2 separate regions of the Sus scrofa genome follow, and region 2 is linked to region 1. Evidence: chromatin contacts called from public Hi-C data. All regions are on one chromosome and are shown on one strand. Each heading gives the region's core, a stretch centred on a gene start, on an enhancer-like site or on the middle of the called end of the contact. The rest is flanking DNA. Distances are from core to core; before and after follow the strand shown. Region 1 holds the start of ALS2 (alsin). Region 2 overlaps KIAA2012.

Evidence for each region. A called contact is a pair of places that touch in the nucleus more often than the background predicts.
Region 2: a contact with region 1 is called in a Hi-C map of heart right ventricle, with 4 times the contacts expected there. The contact joins the enhancer-like site here to the promoter of ALS2 in region 1. A contact is called at or near these places in 2 of 5 promoter capture datasets (fetal liver and liver) and 4 of 47 Hi-C or Micro-C datasets (embryonic fibroblasts, epiblast stem cells and heart right ventricle).

Annotation. Positions count from the first base shown.
Region 1 is chr15:105,397,917-105,403,760 of Sscrofa11.1, forward strand. ALS2 (alsin) reads right to left here and starts at 3,236. Exons shown (of 34, transcript XM_021076185.1): 1 at 3,132-3,236. It overlaps CDK15 (cyclin-dependent kinase 15), which reads left to right and starts at 3,254. Exons shown (of 14, transcript XM_021076193.1): 1 at 3,254-3,546.
Region 2 is chr15:105,740,892-105,746,735 of Sscrofa11.1, forward strand. KIAA2012 reads left to right here. Exons shown (of 23, transcript XM_005672082.3): 13 at 109-185. Among named protein-coding and RNA genes, the nearest start is that of KIAA2012, 63 kb to the left of the region's middle. Within about 2 kb of position 3,005, at least 31 of the 83 cell types and tissues checked have an H3K27ac peak or open chromatin away from gene starts, as enhancers often do. A contact at or near this core is called in embryonic fibroblasts, epiblast stem cells and fetal liver, where this site is marked.

The sequences.
Region 1 (5,844 bases), core at 1,986-4,485:
GCATGAATAAACCATAGTTTATCCATTTCCCTACTAATGTACAGCTGGATTGTTCTACTTTATTGCTATTTTCAGAGCTGCAATAATCAGCTTTGTTAGATGTTTGCTTGGGCAATTGCCGCATGTGTTTTTTTTTTGTTTGTTTGTTTTTAATGGCCACACCTGTGGCATATGGAAGTTTCCAGGCTAGAGGTCAAATCAGACCTGCAGCTGCCAGCCTAATCCACAGCCACAGCAATGCCAAATCTGAGCTGTGTCTGCGACCTACACCTCAGCTCCAGACAAGTGGGGCCAGGGATCAAACCCACATCCTCATGGATACTAGTCAGGTTCATTACTGCTGTGCCACAAGGGGAACTCCAACTGCCCCAAGTTTAATTAAGAAATCTGGCTCAACAAAAATTTAGGTTGTGGAAGAAAAGGATTCTGGAATGAAAGTTAACCCACTCAGATCCCACTGCCCCAGGTTTTTCTCATAGGAGTTGAGTTCTTCAAAACTGAACTCTACAATAAAAGAGTAACTTCTACCAGAGCTCCAAAAAGTATTCAGTACATCGATATGAGTATTTTTGCTCTATCGACATGAGCCAATTAATTCACCTACTTTACCAATTGTTCAGCTGTTCTACTGACTGTGTGATGCAGGCAAACAGCAAGACAAAATGTAAAGACAGCACTATCACATCTATAGAGAAACAGGAATGGGGGTAGGAAAACAAATGCAATACTAAAAAGAACCAAGTCATATTTTGTTGCTATTTTATTTGTAGTTACCACGCATTTTCTTAAGGACTGAGAGCCTACCAAATCTACTAGTTTCTTTTTACTGATGACTGAGTTATTGGGTCATCAATGAAGGGTTAAAAGAAAAAGACTGTTTTTAAAAAAATGCTACCAGAAATATCTACATCCCTAATATAGCTGGAATATGTGGTAGGTTTAATTCCACAAAGTTATTAAAATCCTCACAGCATTCCACACTCCATCAAAGCAAGCCTTCTTGCACATCAGCTCAAAAATCACCCCTCTTTACCTTCCTTCCTAGTTTTTCAACTCATATCTTACCTAGTCTCATACTAAAGAATTATAAAAGGTTTTTACAAGCCACTCATATTCTTTGGAAATATCTTTAGAATGGACCCAGCAATACTACATTAAACTCATGTTTTTCATGAAAAGGTAGAAATATACTAAGAGTACTCTGTCCATCTTATCACATGAAAACTAAAATCAGTTCTCAATAAAGTTCTTACTATACCTTTTGTTTCTTTAACGGTCAAAATGCCCAAAGTCAGTCAGTGACAACCTAAATTCTGAAAGGCTGAAGTCTGGAGAGAAGGGATTCCAGTTCGCATTGTGTAAATTAACATAAAAAATAAGAGGCTCACATAGTGCCACTCAAATCCCACCCCCCCCACCAAAATCATTTGTTTGGTACTTTACTTTCTGTATTATCTTATCAAACGTTAACACTGTGCAACAATTTTTAACATTTCTTGCTATAACTATAATTCTTAAATCTGCCAATACTAGTCACCGTTTGGAAACTAATATAGTTAAGCCAGCTAGAGTCCATCAGCATTTTCTACATTAAAAGGCTCGAGTGGAAACACCAAAGTTACCACAGACCAACCTGAAATCATATTTTCTTTAAATACACCCCATGTCATAAAATCATCTGGGAACTCTTTCTTGATTTTAAAAAGTGAATTGTAGTTCTTTTCTAAAAATATCCAGTTCTCTTTCACATCACTTATAAAACAATGATTCAATGGGTCATGATGTAGTGAAAAAGGAAATGACTTATAAAAACAGCTGATATGTACTGAATATTTACATACGGTGCAAGACACTGTAAAAAAACACAGTACATGAACCATAACACGTAAAGGTATTATTATATGGAAGGCACTTTTATCCTCAATTTAGAGATAAGGAAACTGAGGTAGATAAGCAAACTTGCCCAAATTCAAAGATGTAAATGTATTTGATTGCAGGTCCAAAGCCTAGGATCTTCGCCACCATGCCTCTATTATTAAGATTAAAATACTGCAATTTACTGCAAAAGCAAATTCACTTTTTAAAATTCTTTGAGTATTCATTAACTCAAAGGTCAAGTGGTCACTTCAAATTATTTATATTTGTGATAAACCGAAAAAATACTGGACCAACAGGTTTGCTGAATTTCTGTACCTGTTCAGAATAAACACACATCACACAATTTTATTCTTCAAAGCCTTTTAAAAAATATTTACAACCACCAACAAATCCAAAAGGCACTAGACTAATGCTCTGCATTTTGTTCAACAGTTACTTCCTTTTCCATTCTCAACCAGAATGAGAATATTCTACTTGAATAGGCCACTTCAGCCTGGGTGTTTTTCCTTTTCCCCCATCAACAAAGCTCTAAGCAGTACACCACCACTTCTGCCAACCTACAGTTGTCTGCTTCCAAAATAGCCCTATTACCCAGAGGACCTATGCCAGCCTCAGGACCAGTTCCTCACGATAGCCCCTATATTATTTTCCTACCTTCACTTCTCAAAAGAACTTACCACCCTCTGCTGGATCACCTGACACGTCAAAAGACTTTGCTGAACTACTAATTCTTAACATCAAACTCATTTTCTTTTTCCTCAACAGCCCTTTCAAAGCATGGAAACCCTGGATCCACTCTCCACCACGATCTGCACCCAAGGGCAAACCCATCTGAGACTCTCACCAAGGTTCGCGGCCAAGGACCTCGGTTTATCTGCTCGGTGCCTAGAGTGGGCATTCAATACATCTTCCTGAATGAATGGGTGGAAAGCAGCGTGGGTGGAGGCGGGAAGGGGGGCGTGAAGGTATTTCACCAGGCTGAGATCTCTGAAGTGGCGCCCGGTCCTGGGAGGGAGGAACCGGAGCGAGTGAGAGAACCTGGGGCCGTCGGGTGCTCACAGACAGGCAGACGCAGTGGGTCAGACGCCGGCTTGAGAGAACGCCGGCGTCGTCTCCGTGGGTCGCCGCAGCGCCCTCCCGGGCCTCGGCCTGCGCCTCCGCCTTCCTCCCAGACCCGGCCTCTCGCACACTGGAGGCCCCGGCCGGTCAGCCATCGGAAACCACGGGCCAACCCGGGACCCGCGCTCGCTCACCTGACGCTCCACCGGCAGCACCACTGTCTGCATCCGGCGCGAGCCTGGCAGCCCGGCGGGTGCGTGAGATCAGCTGATTCACGGGGGGCGGGGCCTCCGGGCAGGGGCGGGGCTGCGGAGTGGAGAACGGGAGGGGGATCACCCCCGAAGTTGGGTGGGGTTAGATGGCAACGGCGTCTTGTAGGGATCAAAATTACTCAAGAGGCGTTAGGCACTGTGGGCAACGTTCCCAGGAGTGCTGCCTTTTCTTTAGGACCAGGCAGAGTATATATGCCTGGGATGCACTTGAGCAATGACGTAACATGGCGTCGCCGGGACCTAATTATCCGATCGCTTCCATGGTAACAGATGGTGAAGAGAGAGGTTGGGAGCTGCAGATATTTTGCTGCCACCTCAAACTGCAGGAGTCCGAACGGTAAGTTCGCTACTCTTGACAGTGAAAAGGCTAAAATGTCTTCAGACTTCTTCTATGGACTGTACCCTAAAGTAGTCACTTCCTCCCCCGGGAATGACGTCATCGCCACGCGGCGCCGTTAGCGCTAGTATCCACACTGATTTTGCTACTTAGTTGCGACCCCAGATGATGGAGTGTGGTAGGAGGGTATGAGATAGCTTCTCCTATGATCCCCACTGGACTCTTCCATATATAATCCGAGTAAAGCCAGTTTGCCCAGCACAGTTTCACGACGTCTGCTTGTTGGAGCCATAGCCCTACCCCGACTCAACTCTCACCCCCGAAGTCCCCTCATGAAGATTTTCCGAAGCCGCCACTCTTGGCCCATAGTGGGTGTAAACTCTACTGCTAGGCAGTGTGCCATCTCTGGGCCTGCAAACCCGTGTTCAGACCATCAGTGACAGATGTGCAGTCAGGGTCTGAAGCTCCTGTGCATACTGCATACATGGTTTAGTAGGTTCACCAACATCCTCAACTCAGTTGCCTCCTTGGCCCTCCATCACCTGCAAAACAGTTGTCCTGCAACGATTCAGCTAACCTTGTTCACTCTTGCACCAGTGCTGGAAATAACGTGGTCAGGCAGTCTTGCTAAGCCCCAAACTGTCCTTAACAGATTGCTACTCAGAATTTCTTCTATCCCCATTCCCTGCTATTCCCAACCCACACACTCCTAACTTTTTACCCAACTCTACCCACCCACCCTCTTTGGTAAAATTTTTAGAAATAAAAATACATTGCCTCCTACATTTCTGAGGAAAATGAGGCCACTAGGAATGAATTTCCTTAACTCCCACCAGCCACTGTTACAAACCCTACCTGCAACCCCAGCCTTCCTTTCCTTCTCCCTCTTTCTCCTTGTAAGTGCTCTGTCTCTCAAGATGAATCCCATCCAATCCCCTTAGAGGCATGCTCCATTACTTATCCCTTTTTGTGTGTTTTCAATCTCACTGTCTCTTGTTACTCTTCCTCTAAAGATGTAAGCCAGTTCCAGCATATCCTGTCTTTAATTTTTTTTTCCTTTATCCTCCTTTCTTTTGCAACCTACTTTTCTACCTTTACTTTCTGACTTCCCAATCTTCCTCATCCCACTTTACAATCTTTACTTTGTCAGGTCTACTGAAACCAGTAAGTACCGTCTAATCTTGAAATCTAATGATGCAGTCTAAGAATGGAACTTCTGTGACTTCTATGAAGTCATTTAAAAGAAACAAGATGATCTATATGTATGATATGGAATAATCTGGATGTTAGTTTAAGAGAAAAAAGCTAAATGCTGAATAATGTGTATTGTATTCTACCAATTGCATGTTATGTATGCCTTTTCATAGGAGAGAGAAAGAGAGGTTCCTTGTCTCTGTATATGCCTATCTTATTTCTGAAAGGATGTATTAAAAAAAAGTGACTGACACTGGGCAGGAGAATTGGGAACAGAGGCAGGAAGAAAACCCATTTTTCACTGCATGCCCTATTATACCATTTGAATTTGTAACTTTTTCTTTCTTTCTTTTTTTTTTTTTTTTCCAGCATATGGAAATTCCCAGGCTAGGGGTCCAGTTGGAGCTGCAGCTGCTGGCCTCCTCTACAGCTCACGGCAATGCGGGATTTTTAACCCACTGAGCAAGGCCAGGGATCGAACCTGCATCCTCATGAATATTAGTCATGTTGGTAACTGCTGAGCTGCAGTGGGAACTCCTGAACTTGTAACTTTTCAAACTTATCTTTAAAGCTTTCCAATGTGAGAAAAAAAAAAAAAAAGCATAGAGTTTTCAGTCTTATCTTTCTTTCCCTGTTTTTCACCTTGACTTCTGGGACCCATTTCTTCTGGGTTTTCCTTCTACTCCTCAGACCTTTCCTTTAGCTTTTGAGACTCGTTCTTTCGCTTGTCTCTTAAATACATGAGCTAAATAAACACTTCTGTCCTCGGCACTAGAGAGACACAACAAGGAACAAACAGACGAGTCCCTGCTGTCATGGTTCTTGCACTCTGGCGGTTTGGAGGACAGTCGCCAGAAATGGCAGCCATCACTTCCTCCTCTCATGTATACAGATTCCACTCTTGACCTCAGGAGATGGAGTCTATTCCTCTTCACCTGAATTTGGGCTAGCCTTGTGTTTTTTTTTTTTTTCCCCTAACTAATAAAATGTGGTAGAAATGAGGTTCTGAGACTTCTGAATCAAGGTCTTAAAAAGAACTGGTAGCTTCCACATCCCCCTCTGAGAAGCCAGTGCCATGCTCTAAAGGTGCTCCAACTATACCAC
Region 2 (5,844 bases), core at 1,755-4,254, 340 kb after region 1:
TTTATAATCTTATACATATAAACTAGCATGTATGTGTATGGTATATATACAAAATTCATGAGACCTAGACCTGACAAGCTTGACCCTTTTCTCTCATTTTCATCACAGCAAACAATGAAACTGGACCTGATCTTCACATGAATCTTAATGAAGCCTCACCTTTGAGCCAAAAACCAGAGAAGCAGGTACAGTACTGACTCTGCATGAACATAAGACTGGGAGTCAGGACTTTTGGGTTCTTGTCCTGGCTTGCTGTGTGACCCTGGGTGAGATTCTTCACCTCTCTGGGTCTCATTTACTTCATCAATTACATGAGACAAGTAGACTATAAAATCACAGAGGTTCCTTAACTCATAGACTTGGAATGTCCTAACTCAACTTGGACTGTTTTGTCTAGCTCTCCATGTGCGTGGATAAGCTGAATAGGCCCTTCCTTGACTCCTGTAAAGTCAAAAAGGGAACAAGGGAACACAGAAAACATCTTCCATCCAGGCAGTAGGGACTAAGATTTTGTGCCAATGGGCCCATTTTTTCCACTCCAATTCTGATTCCTATTGGGGAGGAAAAAGTAACTAGCAAGAGAAAAAAAAGAAAACAAAAAACAAAGATACTGTGAAAAAAGGAGAAAAATGCCAGAGTTCCTGTTGTAGCCCAGCGGAAACGAATCCGACTAGAAACCATGAGGTTTCGGGTTCGATCCCTGGCCTCACTCAGTGGGTTAAGGATCCAGCGTGGCCGTGGGCTGTGGTGCAGGTTGAAGATGTGGCTTGGATCCTGCATTGCTGTGGCTGTGGTGTAGGCCAGCAGATGTGGCCTGGATTCAACCCCTAGCCTGGGAACCTCCATATGCCTCTGGCTCAGCCCTAAAAAAGAAGAAAGAAAGGAGAAAAATGCCTTATCTGGATGGATTAAGAATATCTATTAGTGGTTCAAGGACATATGTTCACAAATATTTATAAACATGTTTCTTTAGTTGAAGCTTTGAGGCTGGCACTGTCCTCAGATTCACTCTAGAGAGATAACTTAGGGGAATTTCTAGAGCTTCCCAGGTCTCAGAGAAGCTGGGGCAGAAGCAGCACAGCCCAGGGCTCTCCCTGCCCTGCCACAGCCTGGATGCAGAGCGGGGCTGTGCAGGAGGGACAGGCATGGTCTCTATGTCTCCCTAATCTCCAACTTCCTGGCTTTCTCCTCTTCCCTCACACTCATTAAAAAACAATAATATTATAAGCAGTTTTGTTTTCCCGTATGCGCCTAGAGAAGTTCTGAGGAAGTACCTGAACTCTCACTGTTGAATCCCTGGCCAGGGTCAGGCCTCCCCTGAGGTAAAACATGGCAGAGCCCACACTTCCTGCCACTGAGGAACCACAGAAGCAATATTTACAATTTTTTTTTTTAACATACCTGCTTTGAAGACACTCTTTCTAAGGGATCTAGAAGGTTTTCTTTTTCAAGAGAGTCTGTGACTGAGGAAAATACACTGTGCTATATTTCAATAATTCCACAACTCCAAAGGCCTTGAGAATACCTCCTATACCCTAAACACTCCAAATTCACACAGCCTCATGGTTGTATTTTAAGAGACCTCATATCACCTGCAATGAAAGAGTGGCTCCGTCATGTCAAATTAAGTCCTAGACTGAATTATTACCCTTGCAGTCAAAAACAGGACCACTAGACCGAGGGTCCTAAACTCTAGTCTCCTCATTTCCCCTGTGAGGCTGCACAAACCAGCTCGCTCTGAGAATTGCCTGTGCCTGGGAGTTCCCATCTGGGTGCAGTGAAAACGAATCCCACCTAGGAACCATGAGGTGGCAGGTTCGATCCCTGGCCTTGCTCAGTGGGTGAAGGATCCCACATTGTGGTGAGCTGTGGTGTAAGTCAAAGATGCGGCTGGGATCTGGCCTTACTGTGGCTGTGGTGTAGGCCAGCAGCTGTAGCTCCGATTAGACCCCTAGCCTGGGAACCTCCATATGCCATGGGTGTGACCCTAAAAAGCAAAAAAAAAAAAAAAAGAGAGAGAGAGAGAGAATTGCCTGTGCCTCCTTTGTGAGAGGAGGGGGCTGTTCCCACCAGAACCAGCTGATTTGTTCAAGCAAGTTTTATTTCCTTTAGAAGTAGCCCCCTGTGAGTCCCCCTGTGAGTCCCCCTGTGGCACAGTGGGTTAAGGATCCCGCGTTGTCACTGCAGTTGCTGGCGTTTTGCCGCTGCGCGGGTGGGAATCCCCAGCCGCGGAACTGCCACATGCCTCTGGCCCGGCCAAAGGAAAAAGGAAAAAAAAGAAGACGCCCCACTAAAGGAAAGTTATTTGAGGAAAAGTCTCGGACGCCCCACTAGCCCCCAAACGCGAAGAAAATGAGGGTGGGGCGCCTTAGGGGAGGGGAGTGTCTTCTGCGCCTCCCCCACCCCCGTACTTTTGGAGGCTAATGGCTCTTTATTAATCACTTCAATTTTAACTACTTCCTCAACCTACTCTATGTAAATGACTAATTTCATGTTTACTATAAATCATCTGGAAAAGATTTAGAGACAAATTTCTGCCCAGCAGATTTCGGTTACGTACCTTGATGAGCCACTGGCAAATTCAGTGAATCCCTCCCTCTGTCGCCTTTCCACTCTGCGGCAGGCTAGGGGGTCACACAAAATTGATCTCTATCAGCATCAGGGGTTTCTGCTCGCCTGGCCTTTAACTGCCCCCTAATTCACCCCCTCCCTCCCTTCCCTGGGGTCGGACCACATTAGGAGTTTAGTCACAAAATACTTTTACTTTTTTTTTTTTATCAGTGTGTTAGCTTCGAGTGAAAACACAAAACCAAAATAGCAACTACCCCCCACCAAGGGTGGACTATTTTGGCATCACCACGCTTTCACGAGAAGTCACATACCTCGATTTGGAAAGCAATTTCTGACGGGCGGGTGAGAGTGAAAGCCAGCGGGTGCTTTGCAGACGTGACCGGGTTCCCGGATTTACCCAGTTCTGGAGGCTGCCTCTGGTGCCCCCTACTGGTTGGAGTTTTTAAACCCTCGGCTGTGCGTTTCCCGAGCCGCGGTCCGCGCCGGGGCCGCGAGCAGGAGGGATCCCGTCTTCCGCCTCCGGCACGCGGGCGGGCAACCGGTGGGACTCGCCGCCGAGGCACCTCCTCCACCCCTGGTGGAGAATGCGGACCTGGGCGGTAAAACCAAAACCAGAAATGAGTAGCGACTGGCGACAACGTCCTAGGAGTCGCAGGAGGGGGTTGAGTTGGGGAAAGAGGGGGAAGAAACCTACTAGGAGAAACGAGGAGATGAAAAGAGAAATGAAAAAAGAAAAAGGAGACAAGCAGACGTGTTTCAACTCCAAGCTCCCATTTCCTCTTTCAAATGAACTGCCTCCCCACTGTGAACAGAATCAAGTATTTATGAAGGCATTTTTTGCATATTAATAGCTGCATGTGGAGCTTTGCCAGTTCTGAAGTCCTAAAGGTATGGTGCCCTTTTTTGAATGCAGGTCCTCCACGCTCCTCACAGAATTTGGTATTCTCCTTCACATAGATTTTCCTTTTTGCCTTGTGGCTCCTCCTAAGGTCTTTCATTTGATTAAGGGAAATTAGTTCCCGGGATACGGTCAGAGTCCAAGCCCTGCTCTTAGCTCGGTGGCTGACATCAATCACTAGAGAAGCTTTTCCTCTTCCCCAGGGCCTCTCTATGTAGAGGCCAAAGGTTGCGTGAGGTTACTAGCACCTAAAAAGAGCATTAAAATTGTAAATGAAAATTCCAGCAGGAGTGTTAATATATCTATCGTGAGTGAGGAGAAAGTAAAACTTTTAAAAAAGGAAGAAAAATAATTGCATTAACTGCAACAGCATGACTAGCTATGCTCGGTAAAGATTATGAGCGATTTTAAAAGGAAAACATTGAAAACCAGTTAGAAAAAGAAGCAGGAGACATAAACAATTCATGTCAAAAATAATAGAGAACAAACAAGATTCATCCTGAATAGCAAATTTTTTGTCTGAGTAGCAGTTTAAATTGAGGCAAACTGAAAAAATAAATAAATAAATAAATTGAGGCAAACTGGAGGTGCCATTTTTATTTGAGATTTGAGATTTGTGCCTTCTCTCACCTTTTTTTTAATGGTAACACTCAGTACTGCTGAGGTATTGGTAAAACTGATACACTTAACACACTTCCAATGGGTTGTAGTTTGGTTCAATTCGCTTGTAAATCAAAATGGCAGTATGACTTGTGAAACATGGAAAATTTTCATATCCATTGATTCAGTATTTCTGACTTCTGGGGATTTATCCTAAGGAAATAGCTGAGCAGAAAAAAAAAAAAAAATGGGTGAAGGTGGCCATTGCAGCACTATCTGTAATACAAAAAAATTGGAAACAGCCAGAGACGTTATTAAATTAATTGTGTGGGATTTAATTCAGGCATTAAAAAATAATGTTTGTTTTTCCTAGAAGCTTTGATTTAATACAAAAGGTTTAACACAGAGTTTTTCAACTTCAACACCATTGCCAGATAGTCTTTGTTGTGGGAGCTTTCTCATGCATTGTAGGATGCTAAGCAGCATCCCAACTCTCTACCCACTAGATGCCAGTAGCGCGAGCGCGCACGTGGCGCGCGCGCGCGCGCGCACACACACACACACACACACACACACACACACACGGCCACTAGTGACAGTCAAAAAGTGTCTCCAGTCCATGCCAAATGTCCCCTGGAAGGCAAAAATCACACACATCCCAGCCCCAACCCCACGTTGAGAACTACCGATTCCATTTTAAAAGTGGAAATCAAAGTGATGTCAACTGTGACCTCAACTGTGCAAAAAAATTGCTGTGTCTTTAAAGACCTGCAAATAATAGTGTTTGAAATGATGGCTATGTTGGGCTACATTTTTGGTTTTTATTTTATCTGCTTCATTTTTCATTGTTTTTCTTTTCTTTCCAAAATTCTCCCTGTAAAGAGGAATAATGGATCATGAGGAGAGCTGGCTTAAAATGACCAGGAGCAAACAGCAGGTATACAGCAAGTGAAACAAGGGTCAACACCACAGTGTCATTATTTTTTTTAACTGCTGTTTAAATTATTTAACCTTAATTAGGTTTGTATTAGATTATTGGATAGGGCCATCAGAATTCTCTTGTAAGAATTCAACAACCCCTTTTCAGCATTTTATGCCTCTGATCCTAGGCTTTAAGGAGGTGAGGGGCAAATCACCTATTTTTCTGAAAAGTCTGGATCTCAAAATATGAAGCCCTCTAATCCATCCAAATCTATCTATGCAAGCTTGGGAGGAGATGGACCCTGAGCCCACTCCTTAATGGAGTTGTCAGGGCAGAGAGGCTGTCAATACAAAGTATCAAAGTACAAGCTCAAACCTTAATTAGATTCCCAAGAATCATTGTGTCTCTTTGTTTAAAATAAGAAAGAAACCATCTCACTAGTTTTGACATTGTCCATTTTCTCTTCCTTTGTTAGGGAGAGCAAACATCCTTTCTCACTTGCTTTTATCTTGGGTTTTGTCTTGTTGCTTTGCAGGGATCAGAACTTTGGTAGCATCCTAAAAATCCTGCTAAACAAGAATGATGTCCTTTTTTCCCATTTGACAAAGCCACTTCTATTTCGACCTGTACTATCTCTTGAGTTCAGGTTTTGTGAGTTTACAACAGTATAAATTCATATTTGATCTTATGTGTCCCAAATTTATCTCTTTCAGATTTCAAAGAGTAGGCTGTAATTCTATCACGCTAAGGATTTAGGTTGAATAAACCTATGTTTACCCCATCTGTTTCCTTGGTGGTTTCACAGATGGTGTTCGTATCCCCTTTCAGTCTTCCTCTTTCAAGAGAAAAAAAG